Linked DNA regions of Danio rerio: region 1 is linked to region 2. The links are chromatin contacts, called in public Hi-C maps. All regions are on one chromosome and are shown on one strand. The core of a region is the stretch at or near the end of the contact, and the rest is flanking DNA. Distances in the headings are between cores, read along the strand shown.

What was found. A called contact is a pair of places that touch in the nucleus more often than the background predicts.
Region 1: a contact with region 2 is called in a Hi-C map of an unstated tissue, with 2.4 times the contacts expected there. The contact joins the promoter of jun here to the enhancer-like site in region 2. A contact is called at or near these places in 2 of 18 Hi-C or Micro-C datasets (caudal fin and an unstated tissue) and 1 of 4 datasets of contacts at active chromatin or transcription factors (caudal fin).

What each region holds. Positions count from the first base shown.
Region 1 is chr20:16,776,261-16,783,760 of GRCz12tu, forward strand. It overlaps jun (Jun proto-oncogene, AP-1 transcription factor subunit), which reads left to right and starts at 3,615. Exons shown (of 1, transcript NM_199987.1): 1 at 3,615-5,474. The coding sequence starts at 3,884. The coding sequence ends at 4,810.
Region 2 is chr20:16,570,280-16,577,740 of GRCz12tu, forward strand. No RefSeq gene overlaps it. Among named protein-coding and RNA genes, the nearest start is that of prdx6, 150 kb to the left of the region's middle. Within about 2 kb of position 2,607, at least 18 of the 62 cell types and tissues checked have an H3K27ac peak or open chromatin away from gene starts, as enhancers often do.

The DNA.
Region 1 (7,500 bases), core at 2,365-4,864, 210 kb after region 2:
TATATACTTTCATATGTATATAAAAAATAAAGAAAATTTATATTAGGATTTACTGTCGCACTGTAGAGCTGTGATGTTGTGGTAATGATGAGCTGTCTCTTTAAACTTCTGGATAATTCTGCACACATGCAAACATATACCTAATAGTTATATAAACATTTACATTCTTGTATATAGTTAACAACGTATATAAAAATAATAACTATATTAAGTTTTACTGTCAAACTGTGATGTTGTGGTAATGATGAGCTGTCACATTAAACTTCTGGATAATACTGCACACATGCAAACATATACCTAATAGTGATATAAACATTTACATTCTTGTATATAGTTAACAACGTATATAAAAATAATAACTATTTTAAGTTTTACTGTCAAACTGTGATGTTGATGAGCTGTCACATTAAACTTCTGGATAATACTGTACACATGCAAACATATACCTAATAGTGATGTAAGCATTTACATTCTTGTATATAGTTAACAACGTATATAAAAAAATAACGATATCAAGGTTTACTGTCAAACTGTGGTGTTGTGGTATTGATAAGCTGTTGCTTTAAGCTCAGTTGAACAGTTTGGATAATAGTGAACAAATTAAACATAAAACTAATGGTGACAGAAACATTAATATTTTCTTATGTTATTACAAATAATTATAAAAATAAAGCAAAATTATATAGGGTTTACTGTCGCACTGTAGAAATGTGATGTTGTGGTAATGATGAGCTGTCACTTTAAGTTTAATTACAGTCTGGGTAGTATTGCAGAAATTAAGCATTTATCTAATTGTGATAACATTCGCATTTTCTTATTTGCTTACAATCATAATATAATCATTATATATATATATATATATATATATATATATATATATATATATATATATATATATATATATATATATATATATATAAATATATATATATATATATATATATATATATATATATATATATATATATAAGGGTTTACTGTCACACTGTAGAACTGTGTTGTGATAAGGATGAGCTGTTGCCTTTAGCTTGAAACTATGCACATAAAACATATCTAATAGTGACATAAACATTCACATATATTTTTACATATGTATATACAAATAAAAAAATGATTAGAGCTTACTGTCACTGTAAAACTGTGATGTTGTGGTAATGATGAGCTGTCGCTTTAAGTTCAATTATACGGAATGGATAATATTGCACACATGAAACAAATATCTAATAGTGACAAACATTCACATTCTCGAATATACCTACACAAATATATAAAAAATAAATAAAGAAAAATGTATTAGAGTTTATTGTCTCACTTTAAAAGTGTAATGTTGTGGTAACGATGAGCTGTCACTTTAAGCTCAACTGTACAGGCTGGATGACACTGCACACAACATGTGGCATAAAAGGAAATGTACACCTAGATTTCGTAACGGCCAAACACGTAACAAAGTACACCAGTAGGAAAGGTGACATGAGAACACGAGGAAAGCTAAATAAGGAAAGAAGCAAGCCGTCGCAGCGTGAGGAACTAGTTTCATTGGCAAGCTGCCATTTTCTACGTTTGGTCTGGGTTGTGCTGCCCAAACAAGTTTCTGGCTAGTACAGAAACAGGGTTGACTTCTCTCTGTTGTAACTCTGGACATCCCCTGCTGCCTGAACCGGTGATGCAGACAACTGCGGTGATCAGAAAGAGGATGCTGGAGGCCTCAATCTGGTCATGACCTTTAATTTACAATAAAACCCTCGTATGACCTTTGTGCACTTGAACTATGAATGATAAAAATCCAATAGAAATTCCAATTAGGCTTCCAGTAAATATTGCATAATCCATAAAAAAGCCAGATCTTAGATGATTTTAATGTGTATGATAATAACAATCATTTGTTTTAAAAGTATTAATAAATAATTAAGTATTGGGATTTGATTTTTGTGCATTTGTTATATATATATATATATAACAAATATTTTATATTGTGTATATATATATATATATATATATATATATATATATATATATATATATATATATATATATATATATATATATATATATATATATGAGAAAAGTGATAGAAATACCACTGATGATCATCACAAGATAAATAGGTTGTTAAACAGTGTATAAAGTCCATATTTTGTATCCAGTGGCACTGTGCTCGAGTGTTTGATCTGTTGTAACAAAGTGAAACATGTCAGAGACCATCAATAAGTGCTAGAGTAACAGTAACACAAAAAAACTGTCTTCTCTTTACTTTGACCTATATGCTATAAAACAGTAGAATCAACCATATTTTAATGTACTCATAACAAAAACTAATTAATAAAATAAACAATAATAAAAACGACCATTCTTGCAAATGTCCATCTCAACATTACCTGTATATTTATCTTACTAATGTTGTTATAAATACAAATAAACTAGCTATTGTGTCTTTACATACGTTTAAGCAACGTCAGTAAAAATCTCAGAAAGTAAACTGAAACGTCACTTGTCAGCTGTCACGCTATATTCGATCAGTTTGTGGTTGTGGTTGACGCAGTGACGTTTAACAGGGTTGTTTGCACTTTTGAGAGGATCTCTAGGGACTGTCACGGATACGGCGGCTGGACTTTGTGGCACGCTGTCACTCCACAATAAGAAACGCCCCCATTTTTAGACCATTGGCTGACGGAGCAAATGCACTTTGGCATAAAAAAGCAGACTATAGCCCTGTTTCTTCGTGCCAGATTAAATTATGTATGCCTGTATAACACTGAGGTTTTTAAACTAGGGTTCGGGGACCCCCAGGGGGCCAACAAGGGAGTGCTGGAAGTGAAGAAGAGTAAAATTAGCAAATACTAATTAATTCATAATATATTTCAACGACTGATTAAAAAAAAATACTTTTAATCAGCTAATCTAACATTATATTCAAACAAAATGAGTAACATCAAGTTATGCTTATTTAATTTATTATTTCAGAAGGCATTTCTTCTATTTTTTTTTCGTTTTAAATCTCCCTCAACATTTTATTGTAAGGTTGGAAATTAGTTTCACTGACTCCAAACTGTATTTCTAATATATATTTTTTACCTTACTGATGTATATGCAATACATTAAACTGGATCCAGAGAGTGTTTGGAACTTGCTGTTGTTAAAGAATGGCCGCGTCTTGCGAAACTCGCGCAAGAATTGGTCAACTCTCAAACATACAGCGGCACACATTTATTCTGCCTCTTCTTCTCAAACTTATAGTAAAGTTTAAGTTCTAAAAGTGGCGCGTTGTACATTACTCTGCTTCTTTGTATCCCGCCACGGTCTAAAACAGCTAAGCGGGTAACCAGATATTCAAAAACAATACGTAATCCCACAATGCACTGCTTTACAGCATTACCTCATCCCATCAGGCACCGCGAGTAGAATCTTCTGGGTGGTCGTCTAGGCAACGCGCCTTATCTGAAATTGTGACACGCCCAGTAAAACGCCTCCAGCCAATGAGAGGCTGCGCGCATTACATCATTTCTATTTTTAGTGGGGCAGCGGTAGCAGATAAGGTTTGCCTCCACGCTGGAGAAGCTCAGAGTATACAGACCTCGCCACAGTGAAACACCTCACTCAAACCAACATAAATAAGCCTTCGGCTAAGCACTGTTTATCTGCTGGTGTCTGAGAAGCGCGACAGCGGCGGAGGAAGAACTTTCTATCCGCGGAAGGCAGGAGGAGACGAGCCCGTGACACTGGCGATAACTTTACGCAGTAAGTTTCTCGCGGGACGGGGAGTTGAGGAACTTTTCCAATCCTCTCGCTTTTGTTCCAAACACCGCAGCGCTCGTTACTGAACGCGGACAGTGCTTAACAGCGCCTAAAAGACTGCTTCTGAACTAAAAGTTTCGCTTTGCCTTCTATGTCTACCAAGATGGAAACTACTTTCTACGATGACTCTCTAAACAGCGCTTTCTCTCAGCATGACAGCGCCACTTTTGGATACAACCACAAGGCTCTGAAACACAACATGACGCTCAATCTGTCCGACCCCGCGGGGAACCTAAAGCCCCACCTGAGGGCCAAAGCCAGCGATATCCTCACTTCTCCCGACGTGGGACTTCTCAAACTGGCATCACCGGAGCTGGAGAGGCTCATCATCCAGTCTAGCAACGGCATGATCACCACGACGCCAACTCCGACCCAGTTTCTGTGTCCCAAGAACGTGACGGATGAGCAGGAGGGGTTCGCGGAGGGCTTTGTGAGGGCACTGGCTGAGCTGCACCACCAGCACATGCCCAACGTCACCTCGGCTCCCCAAACTACTATCAACAGCAGCATGGCACCGGTCTCGTCCATAGCGGGCGGTGCGGTCTACAGCTCAGCCATGCGCGCTGATCCGCCGGTTTACGCGGATCTGAACACGTTCAACCCTGCTATCAGCAGCAGCTCGGCCAATCCAGCCGCGATGAGCTTCCCGAGCGCACCACCGCAGCTGCCCGTCCAGCACCCGCGCCTCCAGGCCCTGAAAGAGGAGCCCCAAACGGTGCCCGAGATGCCCGGCGAGACCCCACCGCTCTCTCCTATCGACATGGAGAGCCAGGAGCGGATTAAAGCCGAGAGGAAGCGCATGAGAAACAGAATCGCCGCGTCCAAATGCCGGAAGAGGAAACTGGAGAGGATCTCCCGGCTGGAGGACAAAGTCAAGACCCTGAAGTCGCAAAACTCGGAGCTCGCGTCCACCGCCAACATGCTGCGCGAGCAAGTGGCACAGCTCAAGCAGAAAGTCATGAACCACGTCAACAGCGGCTGCCAGCTCATGTTGACACAACAGCTGCAAACCTTCTGAGGAGAGCCGAAGGACATTTTGAGTTCAGCCACATAAACAAACTTCAGGGGCTTGATGTCTGCGATCTGGCGCGACAGAGCCCGCGGGGACCGGGACCGTCCGGCCGGCCGCGTGCCGTTAAAGGATGATCCGACTGGACTTTTGAGGAGCGCAAAACTTCACTCGGTCCGACAGAGACGCAGAGCGCATGAGACTCACTCTGTTACATGTTTTACTTTCTGACGAAATCCTTGTTCACATCGACCAGGTTGTGCATGGACCTATACGCTTCAAAGGAGCACTCAGTATTATAGGAGTAAAACAGAGACGCGACTGCCGTACAGTAGGGATACTGGCTCACCAAGCAGGACGTTGTGTCTGCTAAACTTTTGATAAAAAAGCTGCCTGACTTCTGAGCTACATATTGTACTTTTTTTGTTGTTCTTAAATTGAACGGAAATCGACTTTTTTCCTTTTGAGTTAGTCCAACTTAAGCAGTTTCTTTTTCTAAAAAAAAAGTTCATTAATGAGGTTTCACTCATTGTTATTTGTAAATATGATCAACCAGGAGTACTTAAGTTTACCATTTGTAAGTAAAGTACAATAATTTTTTATGTTTGTTTTCTGAGCACCTCAGAAACTAATCAATATTTATGAACTGTAATAAAGTATGTCAAATGAAAAACAATGTCTCTGTTGTCTTAATGGAAATGACGCTTGTGTGTGTATGTGTGTGTGTGTTCAAATTGACAAACATGTAATAACATGTTTTGGAAGAGACTGGCTGTTTTGTAAAGTCCACAGACAGGACTGGGAAAAAAGGGTGTCAAAAAACATCCTTACAGTAATTAAAAATAATAACATTATAAATACATGCTTAATTGCTAAAGGTTAAATGCAAACTTAATATAACATTTTTACATCAAAATAAAGCAGACACATAATTTGATTGACTCTTTAAATCAGTAATGCTGAAATTATCAAGTAATTATCACACAGTCAAGTACTAAATAGACCAATGCCTTTAATCATGGCCTCATTTTTGTGTCAACTGAAACAAAAGTTTATTAAGGTTAGTGTTAGCCTGCAAATATGTTAAAAAAAATTGTAGAAGTTGAAGATGTATACAAGTTTTAACAATTTAACCAGCAACAATGACTTAATATTAAATTAATAAATGGTTGAAATTTAAAAATACTCCTTATAACAATAGTGTGTTATTTAGGCTATCAAATGTTAAAACTGATGAAAATGATTTACTAACATTTATAGGCAAATAATGCTGCAAATAATAAACACCCATTGTAAATTATAGTTCACCCCAAAATAAGAAATTGACTCACTATTTGCTATTTACTCACTATATTACTTGCCTTCAAGTGGTTTCAAAGCTTAACAAGTTTCCTTATTCTGTTGAACAACGCAAAATATGAATATATAAAGAGTTTAGATGCAAAACCTCTAAATGCCATCTTAAACTTTCATCAAAATCAGCATTTTATTCAGACCCCTATGTTTCTGTCGACATATTTAATTTTAAAGACTTTCAAAAGAGTATATTCTGTGCCATAAACTTGAAAATACTGAACCTACATACAAGAGACTGATAAAAAAATTAAGAAATTTATAACAGCTTTTAGAGATTTTTGCATCTGAACTATTCATATTAGAAGAAAGCTGAAAACCTGTAACTATTGACTTCAATAGAAAAATAAATACTGTAAAAGGTAAGGATTGTCAGCTTCCACCATTATTTAAAATAAATGTTGTGTTCAACTGTAGAAACTCATAAACGTTTGAAACATGTAACTAAATTGTAAATAAATGACAGAATTGAACTTTTTGGGGTGAACTTTAAGTAGTATTATGCATGCCTTTAGTCATGGGCTCATATTTGTGTCTGCAGTGTGCAGAGACAAATGTTTTCAAGGGTCCGTTCTTATGTTTGCTTGCAAAATGTGTTCAGTAAAAGCACTTCAGTAAAATGTAAAAGCTGTAAAAAATTAGTAAACTATTATGTAAAAAATTAGAACTTACAATTTTACCCATAATAGTGATATAAACTTAGACTGTAGTCTAAGTAAATCTGTTTGAAAGAAACAACAATTATCAAAAAAGGACAATGATTCACTTAGCATTGTGGTAAAATAGTACGACACCAATATCCCTGACCGTGTTTGAGAAGCAGTTTGAGCAGTAGAACCAGAAGAGGGCGCCATTGGCCTGCGCCTGGTGAATTTAAAGCAGGCTCTCAGACAGAAATCTAGTTTATAATGTGATTTCATTTTCTCCTATTGTGTTTTGGGGCTTTTAAGACACTACTAAATTCTGCAATCTGAACCCCTGGTTTCTTATAAGCACTTTAAAAAGTAACTTTTGTCTTAGAGAGAAAAAAAAACACCTCCAATTGAACGCATTAGAGGTGCAATAACGTCTATACCTTACATAAGAAATAAATTATATCATACATGTAAAAAATATATAAGATATGCTCTCTTTGTTTATCGAATAAATTCAAAATCTTTGTTTACAAATGGCACCAGCATTACTATTTTCTTTGTTTCTTCCTTTCTTTTTGATGTGTGTTATGATACACAATCAGAAGTCTGATTTTATATTCAGGTCACCGACACGAATTAATATTTAGCATCTTTCAGATCCTCTTATTTCACTGGCCAAACTTGGCAAACGATGACCTCATACCGGAAAAG
Region 2 (7,461 bases), core at 1,357-3,856:
ATCTAGATGATGTTGAACTTTGTTCGAAAGAGTAAGAGAGGCATCCACAGTGCTTCGAGGCAGCTGAGAAATCCATAACGAGTAATCTAACATACATATTTGGCCTATCTAGATGATGTTGAACTTTATTCAAGAGAGTAAGAGAGCCATCCACAGTGTTTCGGTTAACCCTAAAGGCAGGATATAACTGCAGGGATCCATCCTTACACACTATATTTTCCATACAATTACAGAGCAGACGTTAGTGTGATTGGACAAAAATTACCTAACAATTTAAAGGTATTATAGGTACTAGAATAACTTTTGATTTTTTTCTAGGTTAATGGTACAAAACTATTGTCTAGATATATTTTAAAAAGATTTGAATGTAATGTTTCACCATTCCCCACAAAATACAGTTTCATTAATATACATATTTCAATAACTGAAAGCATAATTTTACTATTATTTTAAAAGACAATGTGAGAAAAGTGAGTGAAGTAATGATGTTGAAAAATCAGCCTTACATCACAGTTGGTTATTATATTATATTGTATATTAAAATTTTATAAGTATAAAAATATGTCTATCGTTCTGAGAATTAAGAGGTTTCTTTTAAAGCATTAATAAATCAAACTTTCAAAAAATAATAATAAAATTCAATCTTTAGAACATTAGCCAATCTTATTTAATATGTCATTATTTAACAGAAGTAAGCTAACTTATATTTGTCAAACAAAAAGAGTGATGTAAAAATCCCCTAATTTTCCAAAGCCCTGCACCGAACTTTGAAGAATCTAAACAAAGGGCCCACTGCGGTCTGAGAGTAACCTGACCGCTGCTTGACCAAAGCCCTGAGCATCTGATCAATGAGTGCTCATAAATCTGACTCATATAATGATTTAATCTGCTGCGTATGCCTCTCTTCAGGCCCTCACCCCTGACCTTTCCCTCTGGCCATCTTGAGAGGATAATTTCTCACAGCGTAAGAAGGAAATGCTTTGATGTGTCCTCTCGGACTCTAGTTGTAAACAATTTTGTATTTACATCTACATTAATCCATTTAACAGACAGTGTGACTTACAAATAGAAGCACTTCAGATCGTATGATTAAAAGGGTTTGAGAATGAAATGTACAGCTTAGCTCTGCTTCAAAACCCGCCTGACCAGGTGACGTTTTTAGTCAACACTTCTCAACATAAAGACTGTCTCAAGTGAACTGTTGGAAGCTCAGGTTCAAAAAATTATTTGAAAGTTCTATGAAATTGGGTTTAATGCATCTTGAGATGCTTTCATGTGGACACGCGCTTGTGTGATTGACCCCGAAATGGATACAAACCTTTATTTTGTAAGATGATGACAGAGAGACAGCTTGTGCTGTTTGATAACTTGAAACATGTTAAAATATATCTTTAATGACCGTTTATTTTGTCCTGCAAAAAAAAAAAGAAAAAAATTGAAAATAAACTGGTTTGCTGGTTGTTAGCCTAGCAACATGCTAACATCACTGTTCATAGGAAGATTATTTTATAGCCTGCTAAAAACATTATAAACCTTTTCAAAAAGTGTATGTTTGTACCTAAAACATCCATATTGCTACCTTAAAGGTAGATATTAGTAAAGTTTACTTAGGGTTTCACAGCTTCTCATTAAAGGTGTTTAGCAATTTGAACAACTTTTTTCACGGGTGGCTAAATTGCTCGAGAGAAATGCTCAAATGGAGTGAATAATTAATTTTAAGATATTTGTGTATGGTCAAACTTTACTGTGAATATTCATATCTAGCAGCACGGCAGCTCACTGTTCCTTCACACCAAGAAGGTCGCTAGTTCGAATCCCGACTAGGCCAGTTAGCATTTCTGTGTGGAGTTCGCATGCTCTCCCCATGTTCTGGGTGCTCTTGTTTCCCCCACATTCCAAAGACATGCACTAAAAGGGAATTGAATAAACTAAATTGGCCGTAGTGTATAAATAAGTGTCTAAATGAAAGTGTATGGGTGTTTTCCAGTACAGGGTTGGTGGTGTATTCCTTTGTGGCGACCTCGGAAATAGACACTAAGCCGACTGCATTAAAGACAATATGAATTTCAAATATAATATTTCCATTTTCACTGGTCTTTAGTGGGTCGCTGGAAGACCAGCTACAGCAGCAAACCATGTAAGGCCTATTTAACTATTTTTCTTGTGCATTTAATTTTTTTCCCACCAGTTTTATCACACAACTTGTCATAAGTACCTTCTTAGCAAATCAGTCACTTTCCTATCTCCTATCCATTTTTACCAAAGAATCAAAGAGGCCAGGCCAGCTACTGTAACTAGACTTGCTGCATTCAGAGTACGCTTTCATAAATAGCACTCCTGGTTTCAGGACCACCTTACACTCTCCCTGACCCTCAGTTTGTGTCTCCTCGTCTGTCGTTGACCTCTGACCCCCCTCAGCCACAGCTGAACTCACAGTGATTTGCAGCATGAGCCAGGTCACAGTAATGGAGTGATGGTTTGAAGCATGGTGAAAGCTGTATTGTCTGTGAGAGGAAGGATGGCATTAGAGATGGTGTGATCTGGAAAGAGTGGGAGACAACATGGCACATAATTGGTCCAAAGAATGTGCTCCACTGGCTCATGTCCAGGAACATTCCAACCAGGGAACGTCCGTGGGGAGGCTTCCTTTTAGAGCCAATGTGAAACACTAGCTTTTAAAAAGAGGAATAAAGCTGGATTACCAAAGTAATGTCAAAGCAACCTCTGGCTTAAAAGCACCAGCATACGGCGTCTGTTAGAGAGGTGTTGGTGACTTTGTGAAGTCTGTAGACGAAGAGTGCCAGCGTGGGAGAAACACACACTGAATTACTTTATAGACTCTTGGGAAGATGTTCAACATCTTAACAGCATTTTTACACAGGCCTCTGTTTTTCTGTCATGGAAATCAGATGTTTGGCTTCTGGGAAGCAGTGCCGGCCAGCAGCGCTAGCTTAAGTACATTTCTCAGTAGCGTGTCGATAGTGACACTACTTTTCAAATAAAATAGCTTTTCAGTAGTGAAGCTATTATTTTAAGCAAATAGCGCAGTTGTAAACACACAAACTACATTTACCGATTGCAGATCAAAAAATGACGGCACCGACGGAGCTGTGAGGCCAGTGTCTAGCCGATGAAAGTAGATCCATATGGTGGTCAACAACAACTTTGTGGTGCATTACTGTCACTTCTCCATCTGGGGTGCATTTCTGAAAACCATCGTTAGCCAACTAAGGTCACAAGTTTTGTCGTTACAAACATAGTTTGTTGATTTGGCTTTTTTTAAATAAATACAGTATCTTAGCCACGGCCAATTTCTAAGATTTACGTAATATGACAATTTAACAGAAAATAAAAATAGGAAGTGCTTTTACAGATTTCAATTAAAGATTAGAAGGGCAAACAATATTTATTTTATTAATGACATGCACAGATAAATTATTCACCTCAAAACTGCCAATGTGAGCTAACAAAATCATATGGTTAGTTTTGATTACTTGGGGACTTTAAATTTAACTGGCATGCCTCGTATGTGTTGTTTGTGTATGGCTTTGTGTTGAGTTCACTCGCTTCTGTTTTTGTATTATGATTTGTTCCTTACTGTCTCTGAACTTATCCAAATATCTGTATTCTCAATATGGTTTCAAAGTTTATAATTTCCTTTTTGGGGAAAAGGGAAAAGGTTAAAAGGTTTAGCGACATACATTTTGTCATAGTTATACAAGTGTTCAGAAACATTAGGTTGGTGGGCGAGCGCCGATTTTTGTATTTTTGTTTATTATTTCAGAGAGTGTATTTACTAGTTTCAAATACGCTAAAGATTTCAGTTTCTTTTTCACATTTTTTATTTTCTTTAGTACGTTTGGAGGGGATCTAGTGTTGTAGTTTGTGTGGATGTTAGTTTTGTTTAGTTCTTTGCTTTGGCACCACTTGTTGGCATTTCCTCATAGAGTAATACACAAATTAAATTAAGTTTGTTTGTCCTTGTTTATTTCCATTCATTTTCTTCAGTCATAATAACATTTTCTAAATGTAACACTTTGTTTTGATGGTCCATTTAAGTATTAGGAGATTGTCTGCTTATTATCTGCTGATACTGCTCCTTCAACAGACATTTAACTGACTATAAGAAACTTTGCAAGTACATTTCAACTTACACTAACCCTAACCCCAACCCAAACCACAACCTAACAGTCTACTTATAATCTAATGAGAATTAATTACAATGTAAATTCAACAAACAAACCATCAAAATAAAGTGTGACCGTTACATTTTCTCTCCTTAGACACCTTCATAAATTGTTAGTGGTTTAATCGAATTCACACCTTTAGATGGAAACATAGCTAATAATGGTCATTAATTTCTGCACATTCATACTGGACTGAACGGAACTCTTTCTGAACTATTTAAAACTACACCGGCATCCTTCTGCTAAATGCTTGATTTGCTGAATATGTTCCGCAACATTTAATTTTCTTGTATGACTTTTATTAATTTCCTGTTCATCTATGTAAAACGGCGTTGACATAATCTACATTGTATTAAGTGCTTTAAAAAAATAAAGATGACCTGACTTGTTGTTGGTAAGTAGTTTTGCTGAGATCTACCGGGGAGGTCAGCTTAGGTTGTGTCATGATTTCACATATAACATAAAACCATTCAGAAACTTGCCAGTATATTGTTACTCATTTCAAATATGACGAGGTTTGCTAAAACCATAATTTATTTATAAAGGTTATTGTGGTATAGTAACAAAAATTCACGCATTTTTCACTACTTGACTTCACAAAACATGTCGTTTAACTCTAAGCATGTGGGAACTTTTATTTTGTACTCCTCACACAATGACTTACACAGGAGTCTTTTTCTGTCATTTGGGAGCTTAGCAGCTTAGAGAAATAACTTTAATAGTGAACAAAGAGCCATAGCATTCTTAAATATATGTATTGTTACAAGGAAGAGACTATTTATGAAGAGTTCAGATGCAAAAACCTCCAAGTGTTATCTGAATTTTTTTTTCTCTGGCTTCTGTCTTCGATCAATAATTTTACTTTTATGGCAAAGAATAGGTTATTTTCATCGCTTTTACCATGAAATAACTGCATATGAACATAAGAGGCTGAAAAAAAATACTCATTGTAGAAAAAAATTCCAGATGGCACCTCCGTTTATGTTTCCCCCCAATTTCTGTTCAACTTAGAGAAGGCTTTTTCAATCCATTTCTAAACATAACAGTTTTAATAACTTATTTCTAATAACTGATTTATTTAATTTTTTGCCATGATGAGAGTAAATAATATTTTACTAGATATTTTTAAAGACACTTAAAGTGACATTTGAAGGCTTAACTAGGTTAATTAGGTTAACTAGACAGGTTAGGGTAATTAGGCAAATTATTCAAGCCATATATCTATTGTACTGTAGACTATCGAAAAAATATAGCTTAAAGGGACTAATAATTTTGACCTTTAAATGGCTTTTAAAAAATTAAAAAATGTTTTTATTCTAGCTGAAATAAAACAAATTAGACTTTCTCCAGAAGAAAAAATATTATCAGACATAATGTGAACATTTTTTTGCTCTGTTAAACATCATTTGGGATAATTTAAAAAAAAAAATAAATAAATTCAAAGGGGGGCTAATAGTTCTGACTTTAAATGTATATAAACTAATAAACTAATACATAATGAAAAGGTTTAGATGTTTTTGAGTAAGCTAACCTTAATTCCAAATAGTTTTTTATTTAATCAAATTCATTCATATTAATTGTATTTATTTATCGCAATGACCTCTAATTCTGACCTGACTCTAAACCTTTTATTGTAAGTAAAACAAATAAATGAATACCTTCATTTGTCTTTGTCACAGAGGTGATAGTCACTGCAGGGTGTTAACCACTGCCAGAAATAGATTGTCGAAACATCTTTTCACACGGGTAAGACAAACTGGAAGAGTATCAGACAACAGAGGAGCGAGAGGTCGTTGCTCTGACAATACACAACAGAGCAGACATAACAAAACGACACGTTTATTTTTCTCTCGGATGGCCTGTCTGTTGTTTCTGACCTGCAGACTGTGCCTCAGCTCCCGGCTGGAGGAAGGATTCGCCACGGAAGCAAGGAAGATGTAGAGAGAGGAGGAAAAACAGAAGGATCTACAAATCAGACGCTCTTTAAAAAAAGGTTATTTGTTGAAGAATAATAAATTAAGAAACTTTGAAATTCATGCCATCCACAAAAGACATTTATAATCCTTTAATAGATTAAATGTTCTTCAAACAAAGAACTAAATGTTTGTTTAAGAATGGTTGTTCTTAGAACCGTAGTGTTTCTCCAAAGGATCTCCTGGCCCAGTTTAGTACAAAAATAATCTGTTTGTTTGTTGAGTTCATGTTTAAATATAATCTGGGGTCGCCACAGCAGAATGAACTGCCAAATTATTCAGCACATGTTTTGTGTCACACACAGACACACACACACACACTATGGACAATTTTAGCTTACCCAATTAACCTGAACGTCTTTGGACTTGTGGGGAAAATCAGAGCACCAGGAGGAAACAAACACTGGGAGAACATGCAAACTCCACACAGAAATGCCAACTGACCCAGCCGAGGCTCAAACCAGCAACCTTCTTGCTGTGAGGCGACACATAAAATCAAATTTTACATTAAATCTAAGAGGTCTTTGACAATACATAGAAAGCAAGGGTCCTGAGACTTTCAAAGTCCAGTGCACAGTAGAAAAAAGTAATTCATTAAGAGATTTATGTGTAAATACATGATTACTGAATTATAATTTCTGGATGAACGATACCTTTATCTAATGTTACAATAGTTAACGTATAGATATTCTTGGAAATATTTGGCCAGGGCTACACTTTTGAAAACCAAGAAATACACTATGCACCCTGGACAACGTTTTTATTTTTACAAATCTACTACAGGCCACTTTGTACAGTTTTGACAATCTCAAATACCTTACTAGTGGCACATTTTCTCATAATGACCATTTCTCGTAAATCCACGAGAGGTTACTGTGTACCATTCTTCCAATCTCATTGCCCTTGTGTTCATAAGAGAGGTCGATCGGCTTGTTGCCGTGCATAATATATTGACTGACCCACACAATCCCTTCCCGAAACCCCTAAAGTATTTTCAAAAACAAACTAGAAGAGAAAAAGCTACTGTGTTTGTGTGGCAACACACTGCTCTTTATTTTGGATTTCGTTTTCTGGAACGTTCTTTGCTCTACCTCTCAAGTCAGCCAACGTTCACTGTACTGCCCCATAAAGTTCATATGGAGGTAAGCTGTGAGATGTACCCCCTGGATAATTATTTTTTTGACACAAAATGCAGCCATTATGAAGCCTAAGCACATAATTCTTGGTTCTCAGAAATGTGTCCCTGGGCACATTTTCCATGTGTTGATAGATATGCTGCTTTGATAGATAGTCAGTTGATA